5 separate regions of the Zea mays genome follow, and all the other regions are linked to region 3. The links are chromatin contacts, called in public Hi-C maps. All regions are on one chromosome and are shown on one strand. The core of a region is the stretch at or near the end of the contact, and the rest is flanking DNA. Distances in the headings are between cores, read along the strand shown. Region 1 holds the start of LOC100283121. Region 2 holds the start of LOC100501494. Region 3 holds the start of LOC100501277. Region 4 holds the start of LOC100274557. Region 5 holds the start of LOC100274487.

Region 1 (3,748 bases), core at 663-3,162, 200 kb before region 3:
CTATCATTCAGTATAAAAGCCCACACATGCAAAACATTAGGCATGAGACGTGGGCAGTTAGTTTGGGCATAAAATCTGAGCCTGAAGTCTGACCCTCCCTCAAAAAGAACTCAAACTCGAAACTGTTTAGCCTAATACCCGAAACCCGATGAGCTTCTGCAGGCTGCAAGTATCAAAACTCAAAACCCGAACATAGCCGGTTCTTGCATTCTTGGTGTTATATTTATTTATCATTTGATCAATGCCGTTGGTATTGTTGTTATTCACACTTTTATCAACATTTATTGTCATTGGCAAGATATGGTCGACTTCTTGTTTTGTAACATGTGCGAATAATAGTTGACTGATGTATAATTTAGAAGTGAATTGTTTAGGCTGACTGATATTTAGGTAGGACGAGCTACCGGAATGCGAACCTAAAATTTATAATTACCCAAAATTTTGGTTATATCATCTGAACAATCTAATTTTGGATAGTCTCTAGATACCCGAAATTCTAAAACCCAAAGAAACTGATCGGGCTAACCCCCACGCTAGGGGCTTGTTCGGTTATACCTCAATCCATATGGATTGAGGGGGATTGAGGGGGTTTCAATCCCTAGTAAGTCAAAATCCCCCTCAATCCGTATCAATCCCCTTCAATCCATATGGATTGAAAATAACCGAACAAGCCCTAGGTGGGTAGTGTCATCACGGGGCAAGAAGCCATGGACAAAGGCTGAAAAATCGGAAACGAGCCAAATCAAGGCCCTGTCTAGACACTGTCACGCACGTTGGTGCTTGGCACGAGTAAGCCGTAAAGGCAGCTAGCTCAGCTCCAACCCCAATCCAAGTCGGCGAAGGGAAAAGTTCACATATTCTTTTCTTCTCACGTTTAAATAGCAAAAAAAAACTAAAAATATATAGAAATAGAGATTTAAACCATGATAGTTAGATTTAATTAAAAATGTATCTACGTCCATTTAACAAAAATGACACATGTTTTTATGTTTTATACCTATAATAATGTGTAATATAGATATTTATAGAAAAATGGGAAAACATAAAACCAGGTCAGGCTAGGCCGGGCCAACCGTGACGCGCCTGCTAACCAACGCGCTAGGTTATGTTGGGGTCAGACCGTGAGAGTAAAACTGTGCTAGGTTATGGGTTTACCAGGCGCCTCGATCCGTTTGAACATCTCTAGGTTCCATCGACTCGTTTCCAAGCAAGAAGAAAGGGAAGGAAAGGAAACCCGTTGCTTCCTGCAAATGCAAAGGGATGGAGCGGCCGGATCTCAACGCGAGATGCCAGGCGGCAGGCGCCTGCATGCACATTGGACGACGACGTGGCGATGGCGACCGACGGTGAAAGAGACAACCACATGCATCATGCATGTACGCACGCACGCGGCCTGGCGGAGAGACGACGGAGAGCCCCTGATGATCATGTGCCGCGGCAAAGGCTACGAGCGGAGCCCCTCCTAACCGTAGCCGAACTGCTCGCAAGCGCGGCCCAATGACGCGTGCGCTTTTCCACGCGATGGAGCAGGGGAGGGGAGGAGACGGACGCAACGCGAACGAGCAAGCCGCCCGCCCGGCCGCGTGGCGTGATGTAACCGTAGCGGAAAGGCGGCGGCCCACATGCCCGATGCGGGGGCCTGGGGGTTGGGTTGGGTGTGCTGGCGCTGGCGGGCGACGCACGCGGGCAGGGCAGGCTTTTGCGCCTGGGCGAGTGGAGCGGTGCCGGTGCGGCGGCGTTCCGGTAAGGGAAAGGAAACAGGCGGCGTTGTGTGCTGTGCTGTTGCCGTTCCGTGCAGCCGTGGGGACGGACGGACGAGAGAGCGACCGACCGACCGACGTCACCCGCGCGGCGCGCACCGGATGACGCCCATGCCACTGCCAGCTCCGCTCCGTTTGCTCGCTGGCAAATAGCCGCCCCCGCGCCCGGCGGGGCTGCCGCGTGCCCGCGTCTGCGCAGCCTCGGCTGCCGCCGCCTGCTCCCACACTCACCCTCACACGCACGCACCCCCCTCTGCCGCGGGTCTCCCCAATAAAAATAGCAAGCCACGACGCCAGTGCTCTCCCGGCCCGCGCCTCGCTCTCTCTTGTCTCGCCCGCTAGCTCCCATCCCAGCCTCCCACCGCGCCCGCCTGCCCCAACATCCCCCCTCCCCGCTCCGCTCCACGCACGGCTCCAGATCTGCTACGGCGGCGGCCGGTGGACGCCGCGCCGCGCGTGCCGGAGGCGGTGACGGTGGGTGGCGCTCCACTCCCCGCGCCCCAGCGCTTCGAATCCCGACCGCAGCTCACGCCCCTCCTTTTTTGCCCGTGCAGTGAGCGGCGGATCCTGCCCGGCCGTGCCATCCTGGCGACGATGACAGCGTAAGCGGGCGGCGGACGACCGCGCCCCCCCGGCCCCTACTCCCGAGGTACCTACGACCTGTGCCCGCTTCCTATGCCTTGCGTGCGTTCGGTTCTCGGTCCGGCCGATCCGCCGCGGCACTCGACTCCGCACGCTGCCAGACCGGCGACGAGCGGCGGCGGAAGGGAGGGACGGGTGGGGATCCGAGCTTGAGCTTCCACCCTCCGTGTTTCTTTTTCTTTATATCTGTTTGTTTATCGGTGGCGGTGCTCACTGCTCTGCCTCCTCGTCGGACGATCTTAGCTCGGGGAGCCGCGTCCGACTATGGTGGAGTCCAATCAACGCTGCCTGCCGCGGGAATTGGCGCTCCAGTGAGGTTGGGACTGGATTAGGGGTGCGTGTGCGTATGACGTGCTCGTTTAATGCATGCTCCCTCCACGAACCAAAAAAAAAGATTTGGACATAAGACAGACTCTTGCCTCTCTTTTCGTTTTGTCAAAGTCGTTTCAGAGAGATTAGGGAATTGGGGGTTACAGCATGTTATCAAAGTGGGACCTTGCCTTCGCTTAGGAAGTATGCTTATCAAAGTCCAACTGGTCAAAAAAAAACGAACAATTTGAATTCTTCGTAGCATCATTGCAAAGAGCATATTCATTCATTATTTTTGTTCATGCTACTAGCAAAAGTAAGAAATTTGCACAAGTTCACTCTGTTGTCTGTTAAACGGTTTGTACAACCTGACTGGGTCTTCCCAGTGTACAGTATTAAGAAAATTACACGGTTCGTATGACATGACTTGGTGTTCCCTGCGTGTAGTATTAGGAAAGCTAACCTATTCTCTTAAAAGAGTTGATGACGCTTCACCTTTTGGTTTCTTATAATTTTATCTCCTACTAGGTCATTGGCGTGTGCTCCTTGGCAGAAAATGGCGATGATGGTGGATCCCCCCAATGGCATGGCAAGTCAAGGAAAGCATTACTATACTATGTGGCAGACACTGTTTGAGATCGACACCAAGTACGTGCCGATCAAGCCCATCGGAAGAGGAGCTTACGGAATCGTTTGCTCATCTGTTAACCGCGAGACCAATGAAAAAGTCGCGATAAAAAAGATAAACAACGTCTTTGACAACCGTGTGGATGCGCTAAGGACGCTGAGAGAGCTGAAACTCCTTCGGCACCTGAGGCACGAGAATGTTATTGCTCTCAAGGACATAATGATGCCTGCGCATAGAAGGAGCTTCAAGGACGTTTACTTGGTTTATGAGCTCATGGACACTGATCTGCATCAAATAATTAAGTCATCTCAACCACTATCCAATGACCACTGCCAGTATTTCCTTTTTCAGGTAAGTTTCGCAAGGATCCTGTTTTCAAATAGTTATGTCCTTTGCTCTTGTTTCTTTA
Region 2 (3,699 bases), core at 553-3,052, 220 kb after region 3:
GACTTGTCTTGGCATCAATCAGGTGGGAAATCTGTTGTGTGCTATCTGCTATCGCATCCCCGTGACAGCAACCACCAGTCTGTACGATCTCCGTCCACGCCACCGACATTTTCTTCTTCTTCTTCTGTTTCGCTTTGTTTTCGCACCGGCGATCCAGTTCTTGAACGCTCGAGAGCATTGGTGGTGCAGAACTGGACTGGAGTGTCTCGCGGCCACTGCTGACTCCATGGTAAGCAGTAAGGAAAAAAAAAAACAGCAGCAAGCAGTAACGGCCATGCTATATGATTGCTTGCTACGGTGACGCCGCCCAGCACTGGCACTGCAGCCCCACACGTTCCCAAAAGAAAAGAAAAAAAAATGGACAAGCCCTGCTGCTAGTCTGCTACAGAACTATTATAGTAGCGGTCCCCGGAAAAGGAGGAAGGGATAAAAAGACGAGCTTCTTTGCGTGTCGCTTTGCAAAGGAACGATCTTTTGGCGTGATCCCCTGCATTGGTAAACATATTCCCAGCCCGGATGCTCTTGCTGCTTAGGCATGAACAAAGAGTACGATCATTTTTCTGCCTTTTTCTTTTTTGTTGTTGTTGTGCGTGTGTGATTTTATTCTAGGGCTAGGAGGAGGAGGAGTGGTGGTGGAAAACGCGCAGGATTGCGTGTCGTGTGGGATTGGCGTCGGCGTCGGCGGCCGCGGCTATGATTGATTTATTAATAACGTCGTTCGTCGGCCGTATGTGCAGGTGGAGTCGGGCGGGGAGGCAGCGGGCTGCGGCCGGGGACTAGTACTAGGTAGCAGTAGTCCAAGTCCGGCGGTCCGGCCGCGTCTCCGGCGGCGAAGAGGTAGGGGCGAGCGAGGAGCCAGACACCGGCGCGCGTGGCGTGGCGTGGCGAGGCGGAAACGGAACGACGGTCGGTGGTTGCAGAACAAGAAGAAGAAAGACTGAAGGGGAAGGGCGTGGCCGTGGCGTGGCGTACCGATTTGCGCGGGCGAGGTGGCGGCGGCGTCGTGGAGCACGATGACGGTGCGGGACGGGACGATGACGGTGACGGTGCGCACGCCGGGCAGCGGCCGCAGCAGCTTCTCGACGAGGGGCACCTCGGAGGGGCAGCAGATCCCCAGCACGTCGAAGTAGCTCTTGTGCAGGGTCCCCGCCGCCGCAGCGTCCCCCATTGCGCCGCCCCGCGCCGGTTCCTCTGTGCCCCTGTGTCTGTTGTCCCGCTCCCGCCGCAGAGGAGGAGGAAGCGGCCAAACCTACACGAGGAGAAGTCGAGCGGTGGTTTGAGCGGAGGCCAGGGGGGTGGGGGCAGCAATCTTGGCGTGCGCGCGGCCGGGGGTTTTGTTTCGGCCGGGCCGGGTTACATAAATAAACATGCAAAGAAAGCCCGCCGGCGACTTACCCCGCTGGCGGCCGGGTGAGTCCGGGAGGGAGGGGAGGGGGGGACTGGTGCGGATGGCAGGAGCGGTTGCGTTGGCCTGGCCGTCTGCGGAAGCGGAGGGGAAAGGAGAGAGGAGTGGGAACTGGGAAGCTGGAGGGCGGGTATTTATGGATGGACTCGGCCATGGCCCGCGCTCGCTCGCTCGCTGTGACTGGAGCGGGTGGTGGTGGTGGACTGGTGGGTGGGTGCCGACGCGTGAGGCACACACACAGCGCACTGGCGGCACCGGTGGTGGTAAGTTGCGGAGACGGCAGCGGAGGCCAGGCCGCCGGACGGTGAAACGGACGCGTGCGTGGCTTTGGCTTGGCAGTTGGCACTGGCAATGCCATGCCATGGCATGGCATGGCGTGGCGCGCGGCACGTGACGTACGCGGCTCTCGATCGGTCGGTCGTCTTGAGTATATATATTATCATCGACGACGCTCCGTGCCGTGTCGTGCTAGGAGGCCCTCCCCCGCACCCAAAAAAAAGAAAAAAAAATTCAGGCCGGCTGCAACAAATTTTTTTCCAAAAAAAACGGATGCAAAGGTGGCGGATCGGACTCGTCCAGACGGCGGGTGATACGCATGAGTCGTCCATCCACACCTTCTACCCCATGCATCCGTCCGTCGTCATCGGCATGGATCAACTCCACGTACGGTGCCGTGACATCTACGGGTTAGCACGAATATTTTGACAGAAAAATATACTGCAGGATAATGTGTAGTTATTATCTAGTGTTATAAATATTATTACTGCTTTATATGTACTCCTTTATATGTGTGTGCATATATATAATCCCAAACAAAGAATCCCATAGAGAGATGGGATGGCCTTTTTTCCCCCTTGAGAATTCGAGTCCGGAGGTTGAGTGACGGATACGCCATGCTTTTATTTCGTGACAGCCTTTTTGTACACAACAAGGTGCCGCACAAGCACAGGCACGTACGCCTCGCGTGCATCACGTTTCGCACGCCCAGTCACACGCACCGTGCCCCGGCGGGGACGGGGAGGGAGGACAGACAGTAGCGACGGACACACATGGGACGAGCAGCTGTTTCATCTGTCCGGTTATTTACCTCCCATCTTTTTTATTGTATGGATGGATGACAACGACGCATGTACAATCTAGATATTATACTGTGGTTCTTTAAGCGCTAAATACATCTACGAAACTCATTCATAAACTCAATGTATTTAAGTTTAAAGATACGACTTATTTATATGAGTTGTATGGACATAACTATGTGTAAACTTAGAGAACCGTGTTAGAAACGTTCATTCATTAAGATACTGTCTCTTTTTTTTACACTTATTCCTTGATATCTGTTAAGATACAGAATTTGGCTATGCCCTTAGTCGTCCTCCCTAGAACAGTACTTCCAGGATACATCCACGGGCCATCAGTCATGCAGGAGCGTAAGTAGGGCTGGGCGTTCGGGTTTACCCGGTATTTTGGGCCGGATTTTTTGGGTTTTTTATATTTCGGCCTTCTAACATCTATACCCGAACTCTTACCCGTAATTTCGGGTACCCGTAATTTTGGGTACCCGTAATTTCGGGTACGAGTTCGGGTAATAGCAAACTACCCAAAACAGTGAAACAATATTCAACGGTAGTAGAGTAGGATATTTAATATTCAAGAGAGCAAGATTTAACATTCAACAGTGAAAAAGTGAATCAATATTTAATATTCAACAGTAAGACAATATTCGCTCTCACACATAACAGAGAGTAGTAGGCAGTGAAACATTGATAGTGATATTCAAAACACTCGACCAGACACCAGATGCAGTGAAACCGTGATAGTGAAACAATATTTGTTCTCCATAGTCCATAGTTCCATACGTGTAGTTTGTAGAGTAGCAGACAGCAGCACGGATAGTAGGTAGGCAGTGCAGTCCTTTCTGCAAAACCGGAGCCACCGAGCCAGACTAGCTTTTGCCAGTGAGTCCAAGACGAACTATCCGAAAGCAACAGCGCAGGTCGCTGCTCCCTAAAAAATAAAGATTCAGCTTGGCAACATGGATGAATGCAGTTTAATATTGTCGGCGTTTCGAACCCGGGAGTCCCTGGACCGACGAGTAAATTGTCGTCGCGTGCCCCAGCCCAGATGGGTCGGCGCGAGACGGAGCGCGAAGGGGGGAAGAAGCCGGAGGGAGACAGGCGTGAGAGGTGAAACCCGCAGCCTTCGTGTTTGTCCCGCGCCCAGGTCGGGTGCGCTTGCAGTAGGGGGTTACAAGCGTCCACGCGGGAGGGAGCGAGCGGCCTGACGCGAGCGCCGTC
Region 3 (3,896 bases), core at 518-3,017:
GAGTTAATAGGCTGGCCTAAATTTAAATTGAGTTGGTTTATTAACAAACCTAACTAAAATGCTACTTTAGCTTGTGACAAAATTAAAATTATTGAGCCGCCCTAGGACGGCACGGCACGGGGAGCTGTGGCCTGTGGCGGCTACGGGACTACGGAGTGGGGCTAGTTTGGGCCTGGTCGATGCCGTGATGAGCCTCCGGATGGGCTTTCCACGGCAGCTAGCTGTAGCAGCAGCAAGGAAGGGAAGTACAACCGGGCCCAAGACCAGACGGCCTGTCACGAGAGTAGTTAGTAATAAATCGCCGTCACAAAATCCACCACACCACGATTTCTATTCAATCTTTTTGTTTCTTTTTTGGTTGGTTTGCGTTGTAGGAAGATTCACCACTCCATCTTTGCCTTGTCCTTCCCGTGGACTGGAGCCTGGAGTGGAGTCGGAGATAGAGATGGCAATGGGTACCCGCTACCCGAAACCTGGTGAGTTTTTACTCTATTAGGGTATAAGTTTGGGTTAATTTCTGTACCCATAGATTTGTTAATGGGTTCAAATGAAAACCCAACTGGTACGTGGGCATGAGTTTGTTCTTCCACTACTCATACCCGCAAACCCATGGGTTTTTAAAACCCGCCTTAAAATCATCATTCCTTATAAATATGTCTCATAATATTATTAATTGAATATGTTCTAATTGAAATAAACTTAATGTAACAAATATTAAGCTAAAATTAGTTATCACTTGTTCCTTTTATCCTAGCTTATTAATGTATTGATTGTTATTTACATGATAAATTATTTTTTATGTTGATGTTAGTGGGTATGGGAAATCCGTTAGGTACCCAAAACCCGCATGGGTATGAGTTTGGGCAAAATTTTATATCCGTCATAGGTATGAATTTTTTAGCGGGCATATTTTTTCTTCACGGGTATGGATTTGTGCAAGTAATACCGAGCGGATTTTTACATGTTGCCATCTCTAGTCGGAGACGAGCACACGCAGCAGGTGATGGTGTGTAGTGCGCCCGTGACAGTAGCAGACGACCACTCTACCAGGCACCAGCAGCACGACGGTAGCTACTAACGAGGGGCGAGGGGCACTGTCAGAAGTCTCTCTCGGGCCTCGACCTCTTCTTTTCGTCCTCCCCTGGTCTCTGCGCGGGTCACACGTGAGTTGGACCAGTAGGGGGGGGGGGGGGGGGGGGGGCGCGGCGGTCACGCCTGACGCGCGCTAGGAGTAGTTCTAGCTGGATCGAGCTCTGCTCACGCACTCACACGTGTACCTCGGAGCAGCCATAGCTCGCAACGTGCCAAAGGCGAGAGCTCCCGATCACCACACCGCACAGCGGCACAGGTGAGAGGAAATGCGAAGCAAAGCGATGGGACGGGGAACTCCGGGAGCTGGTAGGGAGGGAGGGTTTGTGCGGGGCCCACCGGAATGGTGACGAGTGCGTTGCGGGTGGGGAAATGGGACAGTGACATCACCTCGTCGTCTCTTCCTCTGGGCGCCGGCTGGCCCGCCGGCCGCCGCACCTCCTGTTCTTGTTCGCTCCACCTCCGCCAAAAAAGAAAAAGAAAAAGGCCAAACGTGGGTCCTCCTCCCTCCCTTCGCTAAAACCTCATTCGTCATCTTGGGCGAATCCAAGCGCTAGGTCTCGCTTGCTTGCTCCCTCCCGGTCCCTGATCGAGTCGGAGACGGCTCTCTGCTTCCTCCGCCCGATGCTCGGTTCACTTCACTCCAACCAAGTCGAACCACGCCTCCGCTGTCCGCCCGTCCACGCTGCCTCTCTCTGCCTGCCCTCCTCTCCTTCCTCCACTCCTTGCCGAAACTGCCACGAGCACCTCCTGAGCCCAAGCTCGTTTACTTTCCAAGTTTGGTGCGGTGCTCGCAGCTCGCTGGTGCTGCTGACGCGGCCGCCGCCTTGATTAGCGACAAGCCACACCCGCTGTTCCTGGCTTCCTGCTCGGGCCGGCCGCTTTGATTATTCGTCTCTTTTTCTTTCTCGGCGATCGCCTTTTTCCCGAGATTGCATTTTTTTTATTTTGTCGGCGGTACGGCACTTTGGCTCCTTCCGCGAGGCCGCCGGCCGTGCAGATGCAGCAGCAGCAGCAGAAGCTGGTGGTGGCGTCGTGAACAAGAAATTCCTCCGGTTCCACGCGGTCCCCTCCCCTCGCTTTGGCCCCATTTATTTTCTTCCTTTTCCGCTGGTTTTCTGGTGGGGGGCGGGGGGTTTTGCGCTGGTTGTTCCGGTTGGGTTTAGGACGCCAACCAGCTGGTTTTCCCCACCCCGCTTGCGCTTCCATCCGTGAGCTCATCCGCCCAGCTGGAAAACAAGAATCCTCATGAGTTCTAGAAGGGAAGTCGCGATCTCTGGGTGAGGTGTCCGTTTCCTCCCGTTGCTGGATCCGCTGACTGACCGATCGGCAGAGCCGCCATGGCGTCGTCGTGCATCCCGGCCGGCGGCATCCGGCTGCCGGACCTGGAGATGGTCAAGGCCGCGCCGCCGGCGCACTCCGCGGCGTCCTCCACGCTCTCGGAGGCGTCCAGCGCGTCCGCAGTCTCCTCGTCGGCCACCTCGTCATCGGTGGCGTCGCTGTCGCTCAAGCGCCCGCGCACGCCGCGGAAGCGGTCCAGCCAGACGTACAACGAGGCGGCGGCACTGCTCGCGTCCATGTACCCCTCCGTCTTCCCCGTCGCCAGGGGCGGCGCCGCGCCGCGCCGCCTCCTCGGCCTCGCCTCCGCGCTCGCCGACGACTCGTCCTGCTCCGACCTCCTCCCGCCGTTCCCAGTCCCCGGCGGCCACGCCGCCTTCCTCCTCCGCGACCTGACGCCGCGGATCCCCGCCGCCGAAAGCTGCCCGTCGCCCGCTGCCGTCAGCAGCGTCTTCAGCGAGTTCCGCGACCCGGCGCCGTCTCCTGCGACCCCTGACGACGCTGCGGCGGCGCCTGACGAGCGCAGGGATCTTGGCTTCGACGATGACGACGGTTTCGACGCCGATTCTATTCTGTGCGGCGTCGACCAGAGCGCGGCCGAGGGCATCGATGGCATCATGGGTAAGCTCTCTATGGAAAACAACGGGGCGTCCGTATCAGGCTCAAGCGTTGACTCCAACATGCCCGGATCCAAGATGCACCCCTACCTCAGGAACCTTATGGTGCTCGGGCTCAGCTTCCGGCAGGATCAGAATATCATCATCAATCAAGCGCTGAAGCGGCATAGTGTCGATCCTGAATGGTGGATGTGCCCTGCCATACCTGTGAAAGACATTACCCCGGCACCACCGCCTTCAGTGGCAATGGCCAAGGTGACAGACAAGAAGAAGACTAAGAAGAAGTCACTGGGGACAATATACGAGGAGGGGAGTCCTGAGCCTGCCAATGGCGATGACGATGGAGCTTTGGCACTGCCAGAGACAGGATTGGGGCTTAGCTTGAATACTGACGGGGTGCTCAAGGCGTGGTGTGGCAGAGGCTCTGCGTTTGCTGATGGCAATGGGCCTGACTTGCCATTGTCCCCTGCTCATGTGGTAGTAAGTATTTCCAGCTTATCTAAAGATATAAAAGATCTTACATTTCCAGTTAAAAATTAAAGATGGCTAGAGCTCTTAGAACCCTGAGTTATACCTGCCATTAGTTCATATCGTCTGGTAAGTAGAATCTGTTTCACTTCAGTAAAAGTACAGATCGTCTGTTGTTTTATATCAGCAGTGATCAGAAAATCTTGGCATGCATTACTTTGTTTCAGTCCCTTCGCATTTCTTGTCAATGGCAGATTTCTCCCAGAAGAAAATCTGTGTCTGAAATTTGCTAATATGAAATAGTACAGTATGCCCACCAGTACTTGACTTTACTGGCTCAATGGGCCAGGCAGAAGGAAATTCCAAATGGTTGTTTTCTTCGAG
Region 4 (3,590 bases), core at 671-3,170, 160 kb before region 3:
TCAAGATTCCAAGAAACTGCCATCCTTGATGTATGATTTTGAAGATGTTATGAATGCACTAGATGTTGCAATGAAGCATGATGTTCAGAATGCAACATATAGCAGCGAAGAAAATGGCCCAGATGCTATGGATGATTATGGGAAGCTGTAACTGTTTGTGTCAGTTCACAGGTAATAGTTTGTTGCATATAGCAGTGAAGAAAGTATCATGTACAACTATCTGTTCCTGACCATATGAATAAAATTGTAACTTGTTCATTTCATTCATTTGATCCAGGAGATAAAAGAAGCTACAGATAAGGGGGAAATTGTGTCTTCTGTGAACAAGATGATTATGAGTAGCTGTAGAATGGCACCTGGCAAACTGAGACAAAAATAAGAAAGTTTAAATAAGTTATTATGTTTTGTGAACTTAGCCTAGTTGTAGGTTGTTATGCTGTTGTTGATTTGGATGGTGTGCTGGAAATTTGATGTTATGTGAACTTAAACTATTTGTGGGCTGCTATGCTATTGATGATTTAGATTGTTTGTTGTTATGGTATGCTATTGATGATTTAGGCGAAGGTCCCAACTTGATTAACCGTTTATCGATCGGTACCACTATAATTCTATTCGTATTAATATCGTTTTCAGATTTTCGGATTTTTTTCGATCGTTTTTGTTACCGGCTATCCCGTTTCGGTCCGTTGTTAAAAAACCAGTAACAGTAACCGTCCGTCCGTTTTCAGGCCTAATCTAATCGGAATGGCAAAGTAGCGACCCCAGTCGCTAGGGGAAAAATGAGAAAATTGGATTTCTGCCATTATGAAACTTCGGATTCGTTCAAATGCCATTATGTAAACACATTTCGTTAATTCGCCATTTTCAAACGCAGACTTACAGACAAAATGCCATCTAGGGGGTTATTTGAAAAATAAACATCTTTTACTATGCTGTCATCAGTTGATCGGACGCTTTTGCCCCTAGAACAAAAACGCCGTTCTCTTTTCTCTTACCCGGGTCATCTCTCTTTTCTTATCCTCTCTCTCCCCTCGGCCAAAATCGACGGCGCCCCACCCACGTCCTCCATGGCGGCGGCGATGGCGGCGGCGATGGCGGCGGTCGCGGCTGCCACGACGGCGGAGGACGAGGCGCGCCTGCTGTGTCTGGAGGAGCACGACGGCGACGGCGCCTCGGACTACCTCTGCCTCGCCCGCCGGCTCCGCACCCGCCGCCCCGCCCACGTGCACCGCGTCGGCCTCACTCTCCTCAACAACGTGGTTATTAGAAGTAGGGGTGACAGTGGGAGTAGTGTGCTGTCAGATGAACTACTACTTTAATGGAGATCGTGGTTATTTTGATGGAGATCGTAGTGTGCTATCAAATGTACTGTTACCTGAAACAGATGTTTAGAAGCTGAAAATGTTGAATCTGTTAGTGTGCACAGGTTACCAGTTTTTTTTATTTGCACAGGTTACCAATGATTTGGAGGGTAAAAACTGAAGTTCCTTGTTTGAAAATGTTTGTCATGTATGCTTTGTAGACTGATGGTGTGGTTGCTATTTGGCAAAATATAACGCATTTGCAGTGAAAGGCTGAGCGGCCGGTGAAAGGCTGGGATGTGGAGTTGAGCGGCGGTGCTTTTGTCCAGGGGCAAAGGCGTCCCATCAAAGTTTTACAGGACACGAAAACAAGGTGAAGTTGCTAATAACCCCCTAAATGGCATTTTGTCTGTTAGTGTTTGAGAATGGCGTATTAACGAAACGCGTTTACATAATGGCATTTGGGCGAATTCTAAGTTTCGTAATGGCAAAAATCCAATTTTCTCGGGGAAAAATATGCAATTTTCTCGCCGGAGGTTGGGAACATCGGCACTTCCGGTGGCGACGTCACCTGAAGACACACACTGCATCCGTTCCACTGGAAGGCAATGAGTGCAATGGTTGAGACGCATCCTCCAACTCCAACCGCCGCTGCCGACGTGGTCTCCATCCTCCGCGGAGCTGACCCCGCCCGCCTCCTCGCCACTTCCGGCATCGCCCCGACGCCCGAGCTGCTCCAGCACCTCCGCCCCGCGCTCCCGACCCTCCCGGACTCCGCGATTCCGGCCCTCGCCCGCTGGGCCGGCGCCGCCACCGCCGTCTCCCTCCTCGCCTCCCGCCGCCTCTTCGCCGCCGCCTGGCGCTTCCTCCTGTTCCAGCCCGCCGCCGCCTCCCCGCCGCCCCCGCTCGCCGCGTTCGCACCGCTCCTTCGCCGCTACGCTCGCATCGGCCGCACCGACTCCGCGGTCCGCACGTTCCGGTTTCTCCAACGCCACCCGGGCCGCTACGCCGTCGAAAGCGATGTCACGCCGTCTGCCGAGGCGCTCTCCCCGTTGATCCTGACCATCGACGCGCTTTGCAAGGAGGGCCACCCTCGCGCCGCCGCGCTGCTCGTCGCGCAGATCCGGCGCGAGGACGACGGGTGGGCGCCCGACGTGCGGATCTACAACATCCTGCTCAACGGGTGGTCCCGCGCGCGCCGACTCGACAAGGCGGAGAAGCTCTGGGCGGCGATGCGCGATGAAGGCGTGCGGCCGACGGTGGTCACCTACGGGACCTTCATCGACGCGCACTGCGTCATGCGCAGGCCTGACCACGCGATGGCGCTCCTTGACCAGATGCGGGAGGAGGGTATCGAGGCCAATCTGCTCACCTGCAACCCCATCGTTTATGCGCTTGCACATGCAGGCCGTTTCGGGGACGCACACAAGGTGCTCGAAAAATTTCCCCTCTATGGCGTGGCTCCGAATATCTCGACATTCAACTCCCTCGTCTTCGGATACTGCAGGCACGGAGACCTTGCTGGGGCTAGTCGAGTGCTCAAGGCCATGCTGGGGCGGGGCATTTCACCAACTGCAAGGACATACAACTATTTTTTCACGGTCTTTGCCAGGAATCTTAGCATCGATCTGGGAATGAACCTCTACGTGAAGATGGTCAGCAATGGCTACGCGCCAGACCGGCTCACTTACCACCTTCTGATCAAGATGTTGTGTGAGGCGAACCGGCTTGAATTAACGCTGCAGATGCTTCAGGAGATGAGAAACAGTGGTTTTGAGCCAGATCTTGCAACCAGCACCATGCTGATACATTTGCTTTGCCGACGCCATCAGTTTGAGGAGGCTTTTGCGGAGTTCGAGCAGATGTTTGAGAGAGGGATGGTGCCCCAGTATATCACGTACCGGATGCTTATGAGAGAGCTAAAGCGGCTTGGTCTAGTCAAACTGGTACAGAAGTTGGCAGATCTAATGCGCTCAGTTCCACATTCCACAAAGTTACCTGGCGGTTACAGGGATAAGGAAGGAGATGATGCTATAGAGAAGAAGAAATCAATATTACTGAAAGCCCAGGCCGTTTCAGACGTTCTGAAGGATTGCAAGGATCCCAAGAAACTGCGCGAGCTCAGAGATCCTGAAGAAACTGACGTCCAAATTGCAGACAGGATTGTAGCCAACATTAGGAGAAGAGTATACGGAGACATCTCAAGGATAGTGCCATCTGTTTCTTGAAACATTGATTTGCATTGTGTAGATGTATCGATATTAATTGCGTGACTATGGTTTATCAGCC
Region 5 (3,902 bases), core at 1,237-3,736, 140 kb after region 3:
AAAGGAAAAGCATTTGAAACAGGGGAGAATCTTTCAAAACTTGAAAATGCTTTTAGAAATCATATTCTTAAACCATTAGCTAATTGCAAAAAAATTTGAAAAGACTTTTCCAAAATATTCACAAAAACAAGCTAAGTGGTGCAAATGTGGTCCAAAATGTTAAATATATCAAAACAACCATATATGCTTAGAAATGTTTTCATTTCAAAGTAACTTATGTACATCTGACAAATGCAAACTAGCTACATTTCTACACTTTGTATTTGCTTTGGTTTGTGTTGGCATCAATCACCAAAAAGGGAGAGATCGAAAGGGAAATAGACTCAAACATTTCCTATAATCGATTTTGGTGTTTGACGACCATCACAAACCTTATGGACTAACTAGTTTACCTAGTTGATCTTTTCTCAGGTGCATAAAGTTCATATACACATACAAGGAAAATAACATTGGGGCAATTCTATAAGTTTGGAGCAAAATGAATTTGCACCAGCATGTGACGCACCGGACTGTCCGGTGTGCACCAGGCAGTGCCCGGTGCCCAGGCTAGCGTGCCCAGAGAATTAGCCGCTCTCGGGAATTCTCAGCGCTCCTCGGCTAAAAATCACCGAACTGACCGCTCTGTAGTGTTTGCTTCTGCTTAGAGAGGTCGCGGATGATCTTCGTCCTATTGTCGACCTCGTCGCTCCGGTGGTTTGAGAGATTCGACCCGTGGCGTGGATCTCCCTCGTGGAAGTGAAGTGAGGCATCAGAGCGTTGACTCCAATGGTTTGGGTTTTTTTTGGTTCGCATGCCGTTAGGACATGTACTATTAATTAAATCGTCTCTTGAGGGGTTTTTAGGGGATTAAGTGAAAAAAATCAAGAGAGACTCTTCGTGAAAAAACCGTCTACTCACGACAATCTATATTTATTGTAACTGTATTTATGATATAACGACCTAAGATTGCATCATGCAGTTTTTAGTTGTCTCTTACATTTAAAAAATCGTTCTAGGGTCTCTAGTTTGTACCTGCCCTTAGACTCATGTTGAAACGGATGTAAAATAATGGATAGGAGTGGATCCTAAATATCCGAATTATATAAGAAATTTAATATTCTAATATAGATGTGTATAGAATTTGGTGCTAATCTTTAGTCATGTTGTTAAATATATTTTTAAAGACATAATAACTTTTTATACTGCATTATTTTCTCTCTAAAAAATCATCCCAATCCTATCCGAAAACCCCCCTCGTCGGGGCGCTAGTGGCTGGTAGGGATGGATCCGAATATTTATTCGGATATCAAATTTTTGGTCTTCTTTCTTCGATTATGAACAAATAACATATAAAATTTGTTATGTAAATTTATATTTTTGTTTTTAGCATTAAGGCTATTAATCTTCATAAAAAATAAACATTAAATTCATTCTATATATTTTTAAATAATTGATATAAACTTCGGATGTCTATTCGAATACGGATTCGGATGTTTTTTCACTTTTTTGTTGTAGGGAGAAAATAATATACATAAAAAATTATATACAAATTTATTTAAATACTTCATAATATTCTTAATAACATTGTCAAAAATTAGCTTTAAATTCTATGTATATCTATATTAAAATATTAGATTTGTGATAAAGTCGGATGTTTTAGCAACATCCTAGTGGCTGGTGCTGAAGTTGTCAGTCCGGACGATCAGGCGGCTGGCTCAGCTAGTTCATTCAAAACACAAAAGCTTGACCTGACACAAGCAACGTCTCTCTCTCCGGCATCTCTCGTGATCACGGCAGGCAGGCAGGGCATCCTGCTGCTCACGTGGCCCCGTCATTCTCCCATCCCGCGCCGACCGACACGACACTTGTCCCGAGCCACACAGACAACCCGGGGTGCGCAGCGGCTAGTGCTGGATCGGCGCCGCCCGCCAGTACCGAGGCGCAGCCGCCGCTCCTCCCGCCCTGGACGCGTACCATGGGGCCCGTTGGACCCACTAGCTCCCGCGGCGGCCCTGCCTGGCAGCCTGGGCCTAGTCAGTCAGTGTCAGTCACGCGCTCACGAGAAGCCCCCTAAGCGGCCTGGTGCTACCGACGAAGACCAGGTCCATGAGCCAAATTCCACTGACAGGTCGGACTTATCCCTCGCCAATCCACCAAGACCAGGTGCACGCGTTCCGAATCGGTAACAGCTACCTCCATGTCCATATGCCCCATGCGGCGGGGCACGCATGCCCGGAGGACGCGTCGCCGTGGATTCTATTACGATACTATCTTTCAAAAAACCCTCCGTACGACGCATTCACAGCGCCTGTACCACTGACACCGCGGGCCACCGCACCTACATACGTGGCAAGAGCGGGAGCAGGGCGAGTGGGGCCTGGCCGCCTGGGGGCCAAAAGCACCCAAAGGATAGGAAAAAAAAATCGAGATTCTTGCCTTGCCTTGCCTTGCAATTGCATTGCCTATCCCTCCATTAAAGACAAGGGAGGCAGCCAAAAGGTGACGGCACCACTAACCAAGCCAGCACCAGCGGAACTGTGCTGTGCAAGCACTCAGCTTCGCCTCCATTCCGCTCACTTCCCGCGGCCACTCCGCTCCCCAAACCCTAACGCCCTCGAGCGGAGCGATCTCTTTGCTTCGCCAGTGCCGCGCCCGGGCATGCCGCCGCCACTGGGTGGCGCGGTCAAGGCCGACTGATCCGTGCGCTTGGGAGCCGCCACCGCCGCCGCCGCCGCCGCTGCCATTCCTCCCTCGGTGCCCACTGGGGTGGAGCGGAGACTGGAGATTCTGCCGTCTGTCGCAAGTCACACACTAGGTGAGTGATCCTCGGTTTCATTGATTGCCGCAAGAGTTTTTTCCTTGTCGGAGACCAAAAAAAAAAAAAGAAAGAAAGGTTCCGCTTTGTTCTTGCCCTTGGAACGACCCGATCGAAATGCTCTTTCCTCTGTATTCCCCCCAACCACTTGAAACTAAACGTGACAAGATTTTACTAGCTGGGCTGCTGGGGGAAACGAAACGCGTGCATATGCAATGCATTGCGTCCAAGGCGCTAGCCGTCCTCATGTATCGCTCACTACTACTCGCGTCATTAGGGCATACAGTGGTGTTTAATGTGGAGTCTCTTAAGGTGTTTAAGGGGCTTATTTGCAAAAAAATCTTAGAGCCGTCTCTCCGTGAAGAGACGCCTCTGGCTCGTAAACCAAGTAGCAACAGACGCCTCACTTCCCACTGTACGAATTTGTCGTCTGTTCTATCGATCTGATGCTATACAAATACATTTAATTCTGTATTTATTAATAGACTACGTTTATAGACACTCCATTGTACAATAGAGTCTCTTAGTTGTCTCCTGTGCTTGGAGAACCGTTTTGGTGTCTCTCCACTGTACATGCCCTTAATCTGCGCCATTTTAGTACCACTGGCGCCCACCCCTGATTTAAGAGGTTCCGTAAATGCGCTCCCCCACCCACCTCCATGGGGGAGGGGGTCCCTGTGAGGCGGGCAAGCTCTGCCACCGCGGGCACCTACTGGCTGGAACAGTGCGGTGCCGCACCTTGACGTGCGCGGCAGTCAGTGTTGCCGCCTAGTCGCCGCTGTACTTCTACCCTTGGTCCTTGGACCAACGCTGCTGGCCTGGAGGCTGGAGGGGGACGTCACGAAGTTTTTTCGACTGGCCATAGTTGGATGTTTAATGTCTTTGTCTGTGCTGAATATCGTGTGTCACCTGATGCTTTCTCGCTCTGCACGTTTCCGAAGGTTTCTCGGGCGCTGACATTGTTGGAAGATGTGGAGGATCAAGCTCGCCTGTTTGCTTCTTATCTTTGTGCAAGTGCAACGAGTGGTCCTTGGAACACATGACGTGTACATCGTGGTGATGGAAGGGGATCCGGTTGTGAGCTACCGAGGTGGCGTTGACGGATTTC

Evidence for each region. Hi-C and Micro-C count contacts between places; a contact is called where the count stands out from the background.
Region 1: a Hi-C map of leaf shows a contact between it and region 3, with 6 times the contacts expected there. The contact joins the promoter of LOC100283121 here to the promoter of LOC100501277 in region 3. A contact is called at or near these places in 6 of 25 Hi-C or Micro-C datasets (bundle sheath, ear, endosperm and 2 more).
Region 2: a Hi-C map of bundle sheath shows a contact between it and region 3, with 2.3 times the contacts expected there. The contact joins the promoter of LOC100501494 here to the promoter of LOC100501277 in region 3. A contact is called at or near these places in 3 of 25 Hi-C or Micro-C datasets (bundle sheath, endosperm and leaf).
Region 4: a Hi-C map of leaf shows a contact between it and region 3, with 4 times the contacts expected there. The contact joins the promoter of LOC100274557 here to the promoter of LOC100501277 in region 3. A contact is called at or near these places in 6 of 25 Hi-C or Micro-C datasets (bundle sheath, ear, endosperm and 2 more) and 1 of 3 datasets of contacts at active chromatin or transcription factors (leaf).
Region 5: a contact with region 3 is called in a Hi-C map of leaf, with 9 times the contacts expected there. The contact joins the promoter of LOC100274487 here to the promoter of LOC100501277 in region 3. A contact is called at or near these places in 16 of 25 Hi-C or Micro-C datasets (bundle sheath, ear, endosperm and 5 more) and 1 of 3 datasets of contacts at active chromatin or transcription factors (leaf).

Annotation. Positions count from the first base shown.
Region 1 is chr5:57,854,867-57,858,614 of Zm-B73-REFERENCE-NAM-5.0, forward strand. It overlaps LOC100283121, which reads left to right and starts at 1,913. Exons shown (of 4, transcript NM_001156023.1): 1 at 1,913-2,234; 2 at 2,315-2,409; 3 at 3,240-3,690. The coding sequence starts at 3,268.
Region 2 is chr5:58,274,103-58,277,801 of Zm-B73-REFERENCE-NAM-5.0, forward strand. LOC100501494 reads right to left here and starts at 1,803. Exons shown (of 10, transcript XM_020537505.2): 1 at 1,396-1,803; 2 at 973-1,249. The coding sequence starts at 1,168.
Region 3 is chr5:58,056,446-58,060,341 of Zm-B73-REFERENCE-NAM-5.0, forward strand. It overlaps LOC100501277, which reads left to right and starts at 1,768. Exons shown (of 3, transcript NM_001366923.2): 1 at 1,768-3,524. The coding sequence starts at 2,430.
Region 4 is chr5:57,899,814-57,903,403 of Zm-B73-REFERENCE-NAM-5.0, forward strand. LOC100274557 reads left to right here and starts at 1,921. Exons shown (of 2, transcript NM_001148912.1): 1 at 1,921-2,731; 2 at 2,809-3,590. The coding sequence starts at 2,541. The coding sequence ends at 3,529.
Region 5 is chr5:58,200,195-58,204,096 of Zm-B73-REFERENCE-NAM-5.0, forward strand. It overlaps LOC100274487, which reads left to right and starts at 2,487. Exons shown (of 11, transcript NM_001353544.1): 1 at 2,487-2,794; 2 at 3,736-3,902. The coding sequence starts at 3,764.